2 separate regions of the Delphinus delphis genome follow, and region 1 is linked to region 2. Evidence: chromatin contacts called from public Hi-C data. All regions are on one chromosome and are shown on one strand. The core of a region is the stretch at or near the end of the contact, and the rest is flanking DNA. Distances in the headings are between cores, read along the strand shown. Region 1 holds the start of PPCDC (phosphopantothenoylcysteine decarboxylase). Region 2 holds the start of C2H15orf39 (chromosome 2 C15orf39 homolog).

Evidence for each region. A called contact is a pair of places that touch in the nucleus more often than the background predicts.
Region 1: a contact with region 2 is called in a Hi-C map of muscle, with 8 times the contacts expected there. The contact joins the promoter of PPCDC here to the promoter of C2H15orf39 in region 2. A contact is called at or near these places in 2 of 3 Hi-C or Micro-C datasets (lung and muscle).

Annotation. Positions count from the first base shown.
Region 1 is chr2:128,948,686-128,951,635 of mDelDel1.2, reverse strand. PPCDC (phosphopantothenoylcysteine decarboxylase) reads left to right here and starts at 1,568. Exons shown (of 7, transcript XM_060003677.1): 1 at 1,568-1,605. SCAMP5 (secretory carrier membrane protein 5) reads left to right here. Exons shown (of 8, transcript XM_060005588.1): 8 at 1-611.
Region 2 is chr2:128,809,694-128,812,685 of mDelDel1.2, reverse strand. It overlaps C2H15orf39 (chromosome 2 C15orf39 homolog), which reads left to right and starts at 1,347. Exons shown (of 3, transcript XM_060005586.1): 1 at 1,347-1,501. It overlaps LOC132420821 (a long non-coding RNA gene), which reads right to left and starts at 2,118. Exons shown (of 4, transcript XR_009518451.1): 1 at 1,990-2,118.

The DNA.
Region 1 (2,950 bases), core at 319-2,818, 140 kb before region 2:
ACTTTCTCTGCAGAAAGCAGTTGTCACAGGCCCTAGTACCTGAAAAGAGACCCTAGGTCTAGGTTCTTCCTCCCGTTTCCTTTCTCCCCTCCCAGACCTCTGGCTCCCTTTCTCTTTGTCTCTCTGGTAACTCCAGGAGGCCTGCTGCCAGCCCAGCATCCTTGACCTGTTGGATGCCACCTCCAGTCGATTTCCTGTCCTACCTGCCCTTTCTCTTTCCTGGCTCAGACCTGTATGGCCATGCCCTGGCTCTGCCCTTAGGAAGACCTGCTACCTGTGTGTGGCCCAGCTTGTCCAGGCCCTGGGATGCTGCATCTCCAGGCAACTATGCACTTTCCTGGGGAGGGAGCCAGTATGAGAAGTGGGGGCTGGGCACAGATACATCTCTGCTGGATGGTCTGGCTTGAGGGTCGGGTGGAAGAAGGCCCAGGTCAGTCTGGAAATCCTCAGGTCTTTGGCCAGCCAGTCACCTGCTTTTGCATTCTGCTGGTGCCCCCTGCCCCTCCTTATTTCTGGGAGACACAGACCATTCTCCAACTGGCAGTTGACCTGCCTGAGCCAATGTGTCTGTCAGTGGTAACTGAATGAACCATAATAAAGGGGAACATTTGGCCCTCTGTGTCCTGCTGTGTCATGTGTCTTCATGTGGGCCTGTGTGGAGCCTCACCATGGGCTGTAGGCAATGGGGATAGGGTGGTTTGAGTGGGTCTGTCATTCCCAGAGGCCAAAAGTCACACACCTCTGTGTGGTTCTTTCTCTGAGGCAGCCTCGAAATTGCCACAGAGGCCTTCTGCCTGTTAGGAGGAGGAGTTCTGAGTTCCCTGAGGAAGAAGTAGAAGGTTGGATCAGTGGGTGAGAGGTGGTTTGGTTCAGATGGTCACTGTAGGCAGGGGCAGGGGTAGAGCACAGAGGGCCCCACCTCAGCTCTCATTGAAGGAGACTGGCAGCTGATTGAGGACCCAGGGGCCTGTGGATGCTGGAGAATGAAGGAGGCAGGGAGGTGTATCCAACGTGCCTTCCTCTGCTGCTTTCCCTTTGCCAATGCTGTGTCCTCCACTTGGAGGGCCGTTCTGGCACTTTTTATTTAAGCTCCTGGTCATCCTTCAAGATTCACCTTGAGTGACTCCTTCTCTGAGAGGGCTTCTCTGCCTCTGATTGTTACTTAGGACCCTCTCCTTCCTCATGGACCTTATTCTGTAATTTTTTGTGTCCCTCTGTCTCAAGAGCAGGGAAGAGTGATTTAGCTCTGTATCCTGTGCACTTAAAACATACAAGAGGCTCAGTAAATGTTAAGTATTAAGTGCTGCAGTGATGAGCAGTGTGGGATGGGGCTGGGGCGGGGGTAAGTAGGTCAGACAATCTGGGCCAGGCCCAGATGAGCACAGGAAGTACCAAGAACTTGGAAGCTGGTGTTCCCGACAGGACTCCCCGGAATGGACTACAGTTCCCAGAAGGCTGAGAAGTGGACTGCAACTCCCAGAAGTCTGCGCGGTCGCGGAGGCTGCCGGCGACTGTAGTAGCGTTGCGTGCCAGTCAGAATCTGTGGGAGGGGCGACCGAGGTATCGCGATATTTTGGGGGCTGCTCCGAGACGCGCCTGACGCGGGTGAGGAGTCTGGGGGGCCCTCTGGAGGCTGGTTTCACGCAGTGGGGCAGGAGGGAGGCTGGAAAAGCTTCATTCGCGATTTTGGGTCTGTGGCTCTGTGTGTGTGTGTGTGTGTGTGTGTGTGTGTGTGTGTGTGTGTGTGTGTGTGTGTGTGTGTGTGTGTGTGTGTGTGTGTGTGTGTGTGTGTGTGTGCGCGCGTGTGTGTGTGTGTGTGTGTGTGTGTGTGTGTTCTCTCCCTCCTGTCGGTGCCCGAGAAGCTTTGCTGCGGGTCTGTGGCTGTGTGTGTGTGTGTGTGTGTGTGTGTGTGGACCCCTTCCCGTCTCCATCCTGAAGTGGGGCATTTATATATATATATACACGCTCCCATCCCGGCTTTGTGCTGCTCTGCAATTAACTAGTACCATTTAATCTAGTTTGAAAGTTGGTCCTATCGGTTACCCACACTTAACCTTTTGCCTTAAAGAAACAAAAACAAAATCCATGAGCCTGCCTCCAGAAAGGAATGGGGATGGCCCAAAGTACAAACTGTATTTTACAAGTTGGTAAAATAGAAAAAGGAAAGCCCTGGGATATTGCAGTTGTCCCCTGGCTCCACCTAAAAGTGCCGAATGGCATTAAAAATGAAAGTGAGGCCAAATTTTGTCAGAGAAAAACTTCGTGCTGTACTTTGAAGTGTTGGAGGCCTGTGCCAGGTAATAGGCAGGGGAGATTCCCAAGCTGGGGAAGTGGTGGGTATCTTGGGGCAAGAGTTTTCCACATCTCTCCAAGTGACTGAGAGGTGGCAGTTCTCAGTCACTCCCTCACTAGTAGTCACTGCGTGTGTATGTAATATATATCTATATATCCCCAACATGTGGCCTTGAGGAGGGGTGCCTAATGGGATTCCAGGAGTAGCAGACTCTGGAAGCATGCCTGCTTCTGGTTTGAGAGAAAAGCAGTCTTTTTGTTTGTTTGTTTTTTTGTTTTTAATTTTCTTGGCCGCACTGGCAGCACATGGGATCTTAGCTCCCCAGCCAGGGATCAAACCTGAGCCCCTTGCATTCGAAGCTCGGCGTCTTAACCACTGGCCCGCCAGAGACGTCCTGAGAGAAGAGCAGTCTTAGCAGAATGTCAAGACCTTGAGCTCTCCCTGAAGAGTTCCTTGCCTTTCCTTGCAGGAAAGGGTTTAAAGTGCCCCTGTGGCCACGTGACTCCTTTTAATGACTGGGTTTGGGGGAAGAGTACCACTATGGGGAACTATAGGTGTTTCATTATTACTGGGGCAGAGTTGTATTGACTGGTGGGAGATGAGGCCAGAGCAGACTCTTGGGGCCAGTAATAGGAACTTTGACGTCAGGCTAAAGGA
Region 2 (2,992 bases), core at 98-2,597:
ACACCCTCTCTGCTGCCCCCAGGTGACCTTCACTTCCTCTTCCTCCCTGCAGTGCCCAGCCCCTGCTGCTCTAGCTGCTTCCTTACTCTTGGAACCTGTGGCCTTACGCTTGCTCTGCCCTTTGACTCAGACAGGCCTGACCTTTGGGATCTGAGCAAGTGGCCTGGGTGGTTTTGCCCCATGAACTTGCTCTGACCTTTGGCATGTTCACCTGTTCCCTCCCTCCACTGCACACACCTGTCCCCAGTCCTTGGGAAGCCCAGGAAATGTGAGGGACCAGGTTTTTCAGAGAAGGTAGCAGCACCAAGGGCCTTCTCATCCAACATCAGATGGCCCAGAGAGGGCAAATAGAGAAAGCCCTTCCACCACTCCAGCCCCTCTCTTGGTAACAGGCCATTCCTGGCTGGGGATGCTCCACCCCATCCCACCTCCCAGGCTACACGTGCTCAGGCTTGAGGGAGATTTGTCCTAAAGGTTCAGAGGCCACTTAACAAACCTCCCAGCATCCTCATTCCTGGCTCACCCCAGAGATGGGGAAATCACCCCTTCCTCAGACAGGTATGGTGCCCTAACAGGAATTGATATACATTTGTTTGGAATTTGCCCTCACTGGCTGCACCGAGATGAGGGGACAGACTAAGGAGCCCTTCTCCAGCCTCCTAATGCAACTGTACTAGCCCAAGAGAGCCAGATATTTTATTTTATTTTTTATTTTTTTGCGGTACGCGGGCCTCTCACTGTTGTGGCCTCTCCCGTTGCGGAGCACAGGCTCCGGACGCGCAGGCTCGGCGGCCATGGCTCACGGGCCCACCCGCTCCGCGGCATGTGGGATCCTCCCGGACGGGCACGCGGGGGCACGAACCCGCGTCCCCTGCATCTGCAGGCGGACTCTCAACCACTGCGCCACCAGGGAAGCCCTTTATTTTATATTTTTGAGAGCCAGATATTTTAATACAAACTCTTCTAAGCCTTACGACACAACCACTATGATATAATCCCAGTTTTACTAAAATAAGGAAACTAAAGATCATGAGGTCAAGTGGCGGGCGCAAGGCCGCATAGCTAGAAAGTGACAATGAATGAATGATCTAACGGAGTGACTGAATGAAGGCGTGGGATGGGCGCGCCAGGCGATGGTTCGCAGAGTGCGGTGGGTACAGACCGTGCACAGCGCCCGCGGCCCGGCCCCCAGAGGTCTGGCAGAGGCAGGCCTTTCGCACCCCGGGGCTCAGGGGAGCGCAAGCTCCCAGAGGCGCGGCCGGGCTCTGCCCCAACCGCGCGGGCCGCCCCGCCCCCGCTCCGCCCCCAGCCCGCCCCGCCTGGGACCGCAGACGGCGCCCGGCGGCGGCGCGAAAGGCAGCGAGGAGGGTGGCTCCGGGCTCGGTGCTCACCGCGACTTCCCGTGCAGGGCCCGGCAGGACAAGGACCCGCGGCCTCGGCGGCGCTGGAGGATGCGGCCGCGGCCCCGGGCAGCAGCAGCGGGAACCCCGGTGCCCTGCAGGTAGGAGCTCGCCCACTCGGCGGGCGCGGAAACTTGGGCCGAGTTTGCGGGCGGCGCGTGGGGAAGGGGCGGGTGGCGCTGCCCCAGGGCGCCCCTGCCGGCCGGCCCGGGGATGGAGCGCGCTGGGCCTGGGCTGAGGTGGCTTGGCTCCTGGCTGCCGCGGACCCCCGGCTGGCGGGCTGCGGGGCAGGGGTCGCGCCGCTGCCCCAACTTTCCCCGGACTTCGAGACCCCCGGGGCCTGGTAGCTCTCTGGAGCCCCGGCGGGGCCCCGGCACCCGATCCTCCGGCGTGGGGCTGGCGAAGAGGAGCTCAGGCCGAGCCCTCGGGCCTCCCGCGGGGCCTGGCTCACGTGGACTGCCCGGGCGGAGATGAGGGGGCGGCGGGGGGCTGGCCTGGGGGGCGTCTGGCACTGAGGCGCCGCGGGGCCCTGGACGCGCCCTACTGGGACGGGACGGCCCTGCGGTTTCCTCGCTACGGCTTGACTCACCCTCTGGCCGCAGCCCAGGCTGGCGGGATCGCCCCGAGGCGGTGGCTGCCCGGACTCTGCTGCCGGGCCGCCCCCTGCCCCCGCCCTCCCGCCAGTCTTTGGGTGTCGGTCCGTGGGGCTGGGTGCGCGGGGGCCCGAACGAGGGGAGAACGCAGTTCTGGAGGGGCGTGTGTGCAGATATGGGCCAGGCACGTACTTGCAGGCACGGGTTTGCATGGGTGGCGGCGGCCTGTGTATCGGCCTGCTGGGGTGCACGTGCGCCCCAGCGCCGCAGGTCAGGGCATGGGGACACCCGGAAGCCGCCGGGGTCGGGTGTGGCGGCAGCCCCAAAGCTAGGTCGACTGAGGGCCCCAGGCACCGGAGTTATGGGCCAAGCAGGTAGGGGAAAGGGGGTGGAGCGGATCCCGCGACCCTTCCCCCACCACGGGAGCCTGGGCTGCCCCTAGATGCGGTTGTAGCGTGGGCAGGGCCCAGAGCCTCAGCTGGGGGAGGTGTGAGAACACGGGAAGGGGAGCCGATTCAGCCCTCTCAGAGAGTCCAAGCGCTGGCCACAGCTGGGCAGGATCGCTCTCTTCTTCCTGGTCTTGCCCAGCGTCCATCCGGAGACCCCTTAGGCGTTGGAAGAGGGAATTGAGCCACGGAGCTGTTTGCTCCCCCTGCTGCGTAGGGCAGGGATGGCACAGCGGTGCTGGGCTCTTCTGGGTGCTGCTCGAGGTTGGTCCTCCCAGCCCAGCTGCAACCTCAGCCAGCAAGCAGCTCGGTGGCCCAAAGGGTGATGTGACCCTGCCCCCTGGGGTCCCGCCCTTCTCCGAACAATTGCTTGCCTCTTGCTGCGTGTGTGGGGGGGAAGGAGGCACCTACATGTTGGCTACCGTTTAGAGTGGAGTGTGTAAAATATTGGGCTCTCCCCATCTCCTAAGAGCCGGAGGTAATGTTACCCCCATACCCTTCATAGTCCTCTGCCGGCTCCCTGGAGCCCCCATCTCTCCCCCAAAGACTCTTG